2 separate regions of the Ovis aries genome follow, and region 1 is linked to region 2. The links are chromatin contacts, called in public Hi-C maps. All regions are on one chromosome and are shown on one strand. The core of a region is the stretch at or near the end of the contact, and the rest is flanking DNA. Distances in the headings are between cores, read along the strand shown. Region 1 holds the start of NAGS (N-acetylglutamate synthase). Region 2 holds the start of DUSP3 (dual specificity phosphatase 3).

Evidence for each region. A called contact is a pair of places that touch in the nucleus more often than the background predicts.
Region 1: a contact with region 2 is called in a Hi-C map of tail adipose tissue, with 2.5 times the contacts expected there. The contact joins the promoter of NAGS here to the promoter of DUSP3 in region 2. A contact is called at or near these places in 3 of 16 Hi-C or Micro-C datasets (liver and tail adipose tissue).

Annotation. Positions count from the first base shown.
Region 1 is chr11:43,602,290-43,606,620 of ARS-UI_Ramb_v3.0, reverse strand. It overlaps NAGS (N-acetylglutamate synthase), which reads right to left and starts at 2,416. Exons shown (of 6, transcript XM_060394920.1): 1 at 1,949-2,416; 2 at 1,098-1,372; 3 at 772-985; 4 at 291-471. The coding sequence starts at 2,374.
Region 2 is chr11:43,415,182-43,420,052 of ARS-UI_Ramb_v3.0, reverse strand. DUSP3 (dual specificity phosphatase 3) reads left to right here and starts at 2,427. Exons shown (of 4, transcript XM_042256028.1): 1 at 2,427-2,590; 2 at 3,635-3,791. The coding sequence starts at 2,518. It overlaps CFAP97D1 (CFAP97 domain containing 1), which reads right to left and starts at 914. Exons shown (of 5, transcript XM_027975445.3): 1 at 791-914; 2 at 169-239. The coding sequence starts at 914.

The DNA.
Region 1 (4,331 bases), core at 1,167-3,666, 190 kb before region 2:
TCCCTTGTGCAGCGTATCTTCCCGATCCAGGAATCGAACTGGGGTCTCCTGCCTTGCAGGCGGATTCTTTACCAGCTGAGCTACTCATTCCACTTGGGTCCGCTGGGTCTGTGGTTCCTCCCACCCCAGCCAAGTCCCGTCCACCTGCCTAGTTTCACCCAAGTTCCAGCCCAGGCAGGTCCACCTACTTGCAAACCTCCCCCAGGTTTGGCAAGGGCAGGAAGCCTTTACTGTGGCTTCTCCTGCCCCGCGCGCCCCCAAACCCGGCGCGCCCCTGCCCTCGCCCTCACCCTTGTTGCTGAAGAGCTCGGTGAGGAACATGCTGGCAGCGGTGATGACGGCGGAGGAGTGATGGGGCAGGCGACTGAGTATGTCCACGATGAGCCGAATCTGCTGGCGTTCTTTAGTGCTCACCCAGTCGGCATTGGTCACCAGGTCCAGGTCGGCGGGCAGGTTCACGTTACTCAGGACCTGTGTCCCGGACTAGGGGGTGAGCCTCCGACCTGCAGCCGCACCAGGACTGCGTCCCGCCCTACGGACCTCTCCTCACTTAACCCCTTTTCCCTTACTTCCTCCCGGAGTCCTCCACCAGGGAGGGCTCAGATCTGAACACCGTAGGCTGAATCCCTCCCTGACACTCCATTCCCGACCCATGCGGCTTCGAAGAGACTGACTCTGGGGCCCATAAGGGAGGCGTGCAGGGGCCGCAAGAGAGACACTCAGCGGAGGTGCGGAGGCGCAGGGACTGGAGCCCGAAAGGAAGAGACATACCTTGTGACTGCCGTCGTGCAGGCCGCCTGTGGTGTTGAGGAAGATGATTTTGGTGGGCCGCAGCGCCTTAGCCAGAGACGCGGTCACCTCCAGCGAGTCCAGGAGCACCGAGCGGCGCGCGGCGGTCTCCCCAATGGGACACAGGATGGGGATGCTTCCGGACTCCAGGCACCACTGGAGCAGATCGGTCTCCACAGAGACGATGCCACCGTAGCTGTGGGCCAGACGCGGGGCTCAAGGAGATCGCCTCCGGGCCCGCGGGGCTGGGGCTGCGCAGGCCGAGCGGCGTGATCCGAGGAGCCGGGACAGGCAGGGTCGGCACTCACCTGGCGTGAGGGGCTGGCTCAGCAGCGCTCAGCACAGACCCGCCGCCAAAAAAAGGCACGGCGGCTGCCGCATTGTGCCGCAGGGCGTCCACCAGCACCGTGCATCTCTGGGCGAGCTGTGCCTTGGCCTCCCAGAAGGAAAGACAGCCCGAGGGCGCCGTGGGAGCAGGCTGCCCCAAGACCACCAATGGCTTCATGTCCATGCGCTGCAGGAAGGCCAGGGCGAAGGCCAGACTGGATACTGCCTTCGGGCACTTGATCACCTCCTCCTCCACCTGCGGAGGCGTGGGCGTTCAGGGGGCACGACGCCCACCCTGACTCCTTCCTCACCTGCTCGTTCCTCCAGCCTGGTCCTCAGGGTCCCCTCTGAGGGGGAGTCCCCATCCTGCCCAGGAGTTATCAGACCCCATTTCTGGTCACCTGCGCCCACCTGCTCTGCCCTTTGCCCCATTGGGTCTTGCCATCATCCTCTTATCTCACACTAGCGTTAGTCGCTCGGCTGCTCCCTGCGACCTTGGACTCTAGGACACCTTAGGGGGAGGGGTGACACAGGCAGCTTCTCTCCAGGTTCCCCGATGGCCAACTGAACCCCTAACTGTGCCCAGGGTGGGAGGACTACTCTGGCGCATCTTATTCCACCGGCTGGAGACCCCAGACTCCTCACCGGGCTAGGAGCCAGGCTTTTCGAGGGCCGCGGCCTCTCCCAGTCCCGGGCGCTCGTTAGGGCTCAGTTGATCCCCTTCCTGGTTCCCCTCCCCGATCGACAGCCCGTCCTGCCAGACCCGGCGACACATCGGCACACAGCCCCCACCCACGGTCTGCGACCCAGCCAGACGCCGGGCTCGGCTCACCTCGATGACGGCGAAGGGCCTGTCGGCGCAGTGATGGCAGGCCTGGAACTGCGTGAGCCAGTGGTGCGCCTCCCCGGGACTGGCCCCGCACTGGTTCAGGAAGGTCTGGATGTCTCGCTGCACCAGCGAGCGGCCGGCGGGGGGCCCCGGGGAATCGGGGGGCACCGGGGGCGCGGGGGGCTGCGTCCACAACGGCTCCTCCGCTGCAGACGGATGGACGTCGTCCTTGGCTCCCTCGGCCTCCTCTCGGGCTAGCTGGGCCGGCCTCCAAGCCGTGCTGAGCCGGCGTCCCGGGCTGGTACCCCTGGTCGCCTGCCGCCGCGCGCCGCAGCTCAGCCTCCTGGTGCTCCCCGTGCCTCGGGGTCCCCGGAGCCTCCCGCCCACAGGCGCTGCCCAGAGGGCCCAGGCCATACGCACCGTCGCCATGACAACCAGACCGAATCGCCCCCCCACTAGTGACCGTCTGTCAGGAGCTCCTGCCTTCAGGGGCCTCTTAACCTGCCGCGGGGCGGGGCTGGGCCGTTCGGGGCGGGGCGACGACGGGGTAGGGGGCCGCGGGTCGGGCCATGGGTCAGAGGGCGGCGCTGACAGGATTCCCCGCCCCTGGAGGGGGGTGACGGAACCCACTAGCGAGAGTCACGAGGCCGAGATAAAGGGTGGCTGCGTGTCTAAGCTACTGCCAAGGCCGGTTTCAGAAGGGTTCAGGGGCCCCACAGGTGGCTCTGGCGCTCAGCGGGGTCTTGAACAACCAAGGAGGAGTCTGACTAGGGCAAGAGGGCAGAGCAGCCACCTGACTAAGGAAGGAGGCTTATGGGGCAAGAGTGAAAGCCCGGGGGTAGGGCAAGCCTCTGCCCCGTTTGAGCTCAAAGAAGATGGAATCACGTGGAGGTTACCAGGGTTTGCCAAACCCCAGCCACTGGGTGCCACCTTGAAGAATTTTGTCTTTGTGGATAAATTTTAAATTTATCCACATCAGGACTGTAACTAGAAAGCTGATGTCACTTGTAAGAAAGCCTTACAAATAAACAGGTTAAAAAATGTTATAAATTCCAGCTGGATAGTGTTGACTGCTTCTGTTGGAAACAAAGATGGTTAGGAAGGTAGAGATCCCATAGCAAGCTTGACGCTTCTTCCTTGGTAGAATAGCTGCTGACACATGCAGAACACCAGGCCCTATGCAAAGCACTTCACAAATAGTAACTCACTGAAGCCTTACAATGACTCCAGAATGGACACTTTTATTATACCCATTTTATAGATGAGGAGACTGAGGCACAGAAATGTGTGAGGGCCAAGGTCATTCAGTTCATTAGCAGTGGAGGTGGTCTTTGAGGCAAAGCAGTTTTGTTCCTGATTCATGTTATTAAGCAAGATGTGCAAAGGACTTGAAAACTTTCATAGGATGTGATTCATTATTGCTTAATACTGTATACGTGTGCTGCTTAAAAACACCCAGTGCGCAATCTGGTACACATCCTGCCCTCGGGGACACTATCCTCTGATGGGGTCCCACCCTCTGTCCTTATGGAGGGTGAAACCAACTGCAGAGGGGTGACAAATTGGCTGAGGTCACACAGCTTGTTAGTGTCACGGCCAGACCCTTGGCACCCTTGGGCCCCCCCCACCGCCCCACCCCTGCACAGCTCTGTGTTCCCTGTGCTGGAACTCAGGACTCCTGGGGCTTTGCTTGCGTGGGGAGCATAGTCTGGGTTCTTCTCTCCTGAGTACTGCAGAGGATGCCAGCTGAATGCACCAGTCCTTCCTGGGCCTCCCCCATTAAAAGACACTTTCCCGTGAACAGGTGCACGTTATACAAGCAGGCACACACGCACACAGCACAGTACATGCACGTACTGTCCCGGGCAGGAGACTCCTGTCAGCAGGAGACAGGAGCTGACCTCTGTGATTTCCGCTCACTTTTCCATTTCCCTGCTTCGAAATTCTGAGTTCCAACAGAGAGTGAAGCAATGAGAGGGAGGGTTTGTACACCTTGCCCTGTGGGGCCAACTCCAGGGCTGCCTTTCTCTTCTCTCCTTACTGCTGCCGCCCGCCCCCCACTTCCCAGAATCCACTGGGGCATCTTGATTTTCCTTCTTTCTGCTCTCAGAGAGCCCCACCCTCAAATGTGCTTTCCCTTCCTGGTCTCTCCATCCAAGCCCCTCCTCAGAGTGCCTCCTCAACACCTCCCTACTCAGTTTCCCGGTTCTGGGTCTCTCCTGCCTTTGCTGCTCTGGATCCCTGCCTCTGTCCTGGCCCCTCATCAATTCTTCCAGGTCTTTCCCCGCCAGCTGCAGTTGAGTCCTGCCTCTTGCCAACTCGGGGCCTTTGTGAGGGCAAGGATGACCTCTCTTTTCAGATTGGGCTCCCTGAGGGCAGGGTTGGT
Region 2 (4,871 bases), core at 1,178-3,677:
GGGAAAGGGGCAAACTGGGGGCTACAGTGGAGACTAAGAGCAGGGCTGAGGAATCCAGGGGTGGTGTATGGAGAGGAGGAGGAAGTAGTGGGTATTTAGAAGGCTCTGGGAAACTGGACCTCTTTGGGACATAGATAAGGTACATCTGCAGATGGCAAGAACAAATACCTGCAGTTTGCTCAGTTTTAAGATGTGATGTGTGTGCGCTGCTGGAGGTTTGGTATCAACAGTAGGCTTCACTGGAGAGGAAGGAAAGAGAGCAATGTTATGTCACAGGTATCCTGTTAGTAGCCTTAGAGACTCTGCTCACATTCTACACAATGACACTGATTAAAACATTACAAGTTTGAATTCTGAACCAATTCAGTTCAGGGATTCTGGTTTAGTTGACTTTCCCAAACTGACATCTTTTGAAGAGTTTTGAGCAGACATGAAAGCATGATGAGAGCTGAGAAAAATAAAATTTACAGACAGAAATGTTCCTTGAAGCTAATGAAAGAGCCTTTCTCCCACTCTTTCCCAATATGACTAACCTGGCTACTGAATGCTGCAGTCTCATCCTCTGTCTAGCTTTTTGGCTTGAAAGAGCTTAAATGAGTGTTTCCATCAAGGGAACTCCCTGGTGGAAGATAAATTTTGTCACTGACGCTAATGTCGTCTTGATCAGACTCAGCAGATAAGGCCATATCATTGCAAAGCTGTGTACTGCTCTGGTTTACCATCAATATCTCTTAAGGTGAGCCGTTTCAGAATCCTAGTCATAGTGTCCAGTTTAAATTGCCCCACATACCTATTTGTATTCTATTCTTATGAAATGCATAGTGGCCAAAGTCCAGCTTCTTCCTGAAGGATGTGCTCTGTCTATGATTAGAGACAATTACAGGGTAGGCCAGATAATCCAGGGAATTGTTCATCTTCTCTTCCTAGTCTCACTTCTGAAATGAGGCACCCAGGCCTCTAAGTACCTCTGTGAGGTACTTAGCGGTCCATGATGTGTTGTCATAGTTACCCAGTTATGACATCAGGGACAGGTCCCCAGGGAAGAAAGAGGAGCAGTGGAGCATGCCTGGTTGTCCCTGGGCTTCTCTTTTGAAAGTTAACCTAGGTCCAAGCCAAGATGGGGACTGAGGCTCAGAAGATTTCCCACCTGCCTGGAATGCAGGTGCCACCAAAGGCAGCAGGAAAAAATTTGTTGTCTGGAAGGGGTGGGAAGGCATGAGGTGGTGGTGGTGGGGGGGCTGTGATACACCTTGGGCTTCAAGTGTAGTCTCCACTGCAATGGTTTCCCCGAAGGTGTGAGACTACAGCTATTGGAGATATCAATACAAGATCCTTAATGATAATTTGATTCAATGTCTTCATTTTGCAGATGGGGAAACTGAAGTCCAGAGCAACAACCAAACTGCTCTAGAGAAAGTTAGTGGCAGAACTGGGCTCGGGATGTGGGTTTTCTGAATTCTCAGCACCACAGTTGCTCTTTGGAGGGTGTGGAGATCTGCCATTTTCATGCCAGTGGAGGAGGATGGTCATTTACTGGTAGCCGGACCTCAGTAAATGATGAGTTGCTGACATCATGTGGCTTGTAGTGGGCTGGCAGCTGCTCTAGGAGGTGTAGCGCCTAGAGGGTGCGCTACAAGTTTGCTATTGGAGGGAGAACACCTACCTAGTACTCACTATGCAAAGCTTGGGCGCTTTCCTGGAATGTTATATTGAATCTTTCAAAAGGCCCTAGGAGTTAGGTGCTTTTATTACCCCCATTTTTTTTTTCAACAAACAGGCTCAGAGAGGTTAAGTCACTGCCCAGGGCCAGAATGCCATGCTTGTTTGCATAGAGCCCAAGCTTTAGGCTGGAAGAAATGTGCCCCCGAGTTGGGCTTCTCAGCCTTTAACCTTCGTAGGGATCCCCAGCAGGGCTTGTAAAATGCACATCCTCCCTTAGCAGGTCTGAGCTGGGCGGCGGGGTGGGGGCGGGGGGGGGGGCGGAGATTTTACATTTCTGACCAGCTCCCGGGTGAAGCCAACGCTGCTGGTCCGCAGCAGGCAGTCAGAGCTCACACTCGGAACCCGGGTGTCCCTGTAATCCCGAGAAAATTAAGCGACACTTGGGTGTACCCCCGGTCAAGAAAAATTTTTATTGCGCCCTGCATTTAGTCCAGTGGAGCTACTGCACGTCCATGCCTCAGCGGGGGGTGGGAAGAGGACTCTCCGAAACTCCAGGGTGGCAGCATTTCCGCCCCGGATTCAGGCCCAGAGGTCTTTCCCCGCGTCCCCCGGGCGCCAAGCGGCGCACATACTTTCCGGAGCTGAGCGCGCCTGGGCGCCCGCGCTTCGCCGCTTCCCGCGCCTTGCGGGCCCGCCTCCGGGGCGGGACGGGGCGGGTCCCGGCTCCGGAGCCCCCGCCCAGCTGACCCGGCCGCTCTCCCCTCGCTCGAGGCTGCCCGGGCGTGCAGGGCCCTGCCGCCGCCATGTCGGGCCCGTTCGAGCTCTCCGTGCAGGATCTCAACGACCTGCTCTCGGATGGCAGCGGCTGCTACAGCCTCCCGAGCCAGCCCTGCAACGAGGTCACCCCCAGGATCTACGTGGGCAACGCGTGAGTCGCCTCTCTCGGGCCCCGAGACGCCCCTCCAGCCCCTCCCCGGGGCGCCCCGCCCACCCGAGGGCTGGGGTGGGGGCGTCGGCGGGAGCGGGTGGGGGGAGCCGGGGCGGGGTCGCTCCTCCGGAAGCCGGGGCCGGGGCTGGGCGGGGGCTGGAGTCACCGCCCACCCTTCGTGCGTGGGGCGGAGGGGCTGGACCCCGCCCCATCCCAGCTCTGTCCTTCCTTTCCCTGGGTGGTGGAGAGCCGGGGCCGCTCGGGCAGCCAGCGTCCGGCCCGAGGCCTCCACCCTCTAGGTGCTCGGCCTTGGGCGGTGTCGGGGCGACCAGGTTCACTTAACAGGTGGCCCTATGTCGCCCGACCGGTCTCCGGCCCGCGCGTCATGTGACAGCTGCCTGGTTCTGCAGTGAGGTCACCGCGGAATGTCTGCCTTCGCTGCCATGGCAACGGGGTGACGTCACAATTCGGGCGTGGAATTTTCCCGGCGAGGCAGGCTTAGATCGGAGAATTGACATATCCCAAACTTGGGGGTTCAGAGATCTGGGCCCACGTTTCCTCGCTCCTCCCCCTACCTTCCACTTAGAGTTTGATTTATCTAGAATTCTAGAACGACCCAATTTATGATAAAACCCTTGAGGACCCGAGCCATCACTTAGCAAAGGCTGCCGACCTTCTCGCCACCAGGAAATGCATTTATTATTTATCACTTAGGAGTTCTTACCAAATCGATTTTCTCATTTTCTCATAGTCAAACTACTAGTAAGAATTTCTCAGCAGCAGGAGATAACTAGTGATAGCCATTTTGAGAGGTGTTGAAATCTCAGCCAAAAGTAAAAAATAGATTGCCATGCCTGTGTAGCCTCCAGAGGGCACAGGAGGTTGGATTGGATTTTCATGAGACCCTGAGGCCCTAAGCTCCGTGGGCCCAGAAACCGCAAGTCTAACCCGGTTCTCTCCTTTTTCACAGGAAGAAATGATGGCCCAGAGCAGGTGAGGGCTTGTGAGGTTAGGGTCAATATCTTGTTCATGTCTGTATCCCAGGTCCTGGACTAGGACCTGATGCTTACTTTGCCAAGGACTGCCGCAAAAATGGGGGTCATCACGGAACTAGGGGGTCTAGAAGTCAGGTCCCAGCTTCATGGGGGCCAACCTCGTCCATCTATCACTCATTCACCACATGGAGCATCACTGGTGTCAGGTACTGAACAAGGTTCATTCACAGTGTGTGTGTTAATTGCTCAGTCGCGTCTGACTCAGCGCACCTATGGACTGTAGCGGCGCTAGCCTCCTCTGTCCGTGTAATTTCCCAGGCAAGAATGCTGGAGTCGGTAGCCATGCCCTTCCCCAGGGGATCTTCCCAACCCAGGGATCGAACCTGGGTCTCTTGCATTGCAGGCAGATTCTTTACCATCTGAGCCACCAGACAAGCCATCATTCACAGTAGTGATGGTAAAGTTGTTGAATGTTGACTTAGTATTTGAGAAGGCAGATGAATGGCAGTGACTCTTCAAAGTTAGTTATTTTAGAGCCTTTTTAATGAGCAACTTTACAGTTGCGTGCAGTGTCCTGATAGCTAACAAAGGGTACCAGAATCTCATCCAGAGTCCTCAGTAATTGCTGAGTTCTGAGAATAAGCCCCTTTCCATCCACCCAAGCAGCAAGGGGCCTTGCACTCTTGGAAACCCTGCTCTCTTGGGCAGTTTGGCTCAGTCAGCTGTCACTACTTCCAAGGTGGAAACCAAAGATGTGACCATCTGGTGGTGGTCAAGGGTGGCACGTGCCAATGGCCACTGTAGAAAACACATCCCTTGCCTTTAAGCAAATCTGACCTTGACACAGGGGCATGGGGAGTGCTCCACAGGGAGGATTGACTGAGTACCTATTTCTCCCCTACCCCTTGCTGTCAGGAGTGCTTTAACAAAATCAGGACCCCTGATCAGGGCTCACAGGGCAGAGTGAAACCTGGAGGAGCCCCGTTTTCTGCCTCGTGAGATTTGTGGTTGATGTGGGCATGAGAAGCAGAGTGAGGGGGAAGATAGAGCAGGCCTTGTGTCGGGAGAAAAGAGGCCTCCTCCCAGCCCTGCCATGCAGCAGCCCTTGAGAGCATATGCACGTCCTTCGTCTGTCCTGTCGGGCCAGAGTTGAAGCTCTGTCCTTCCTTCCTCCCAGGGCTGATGTGACAGGCAAACAAGATCACGCAGGAGAAGGCCTTGTGTAAAGTGTAAACTGCTGTTTGAATTGGGACGTTGTTGTGAGATGAAATAAAGCAGCCCTTTGA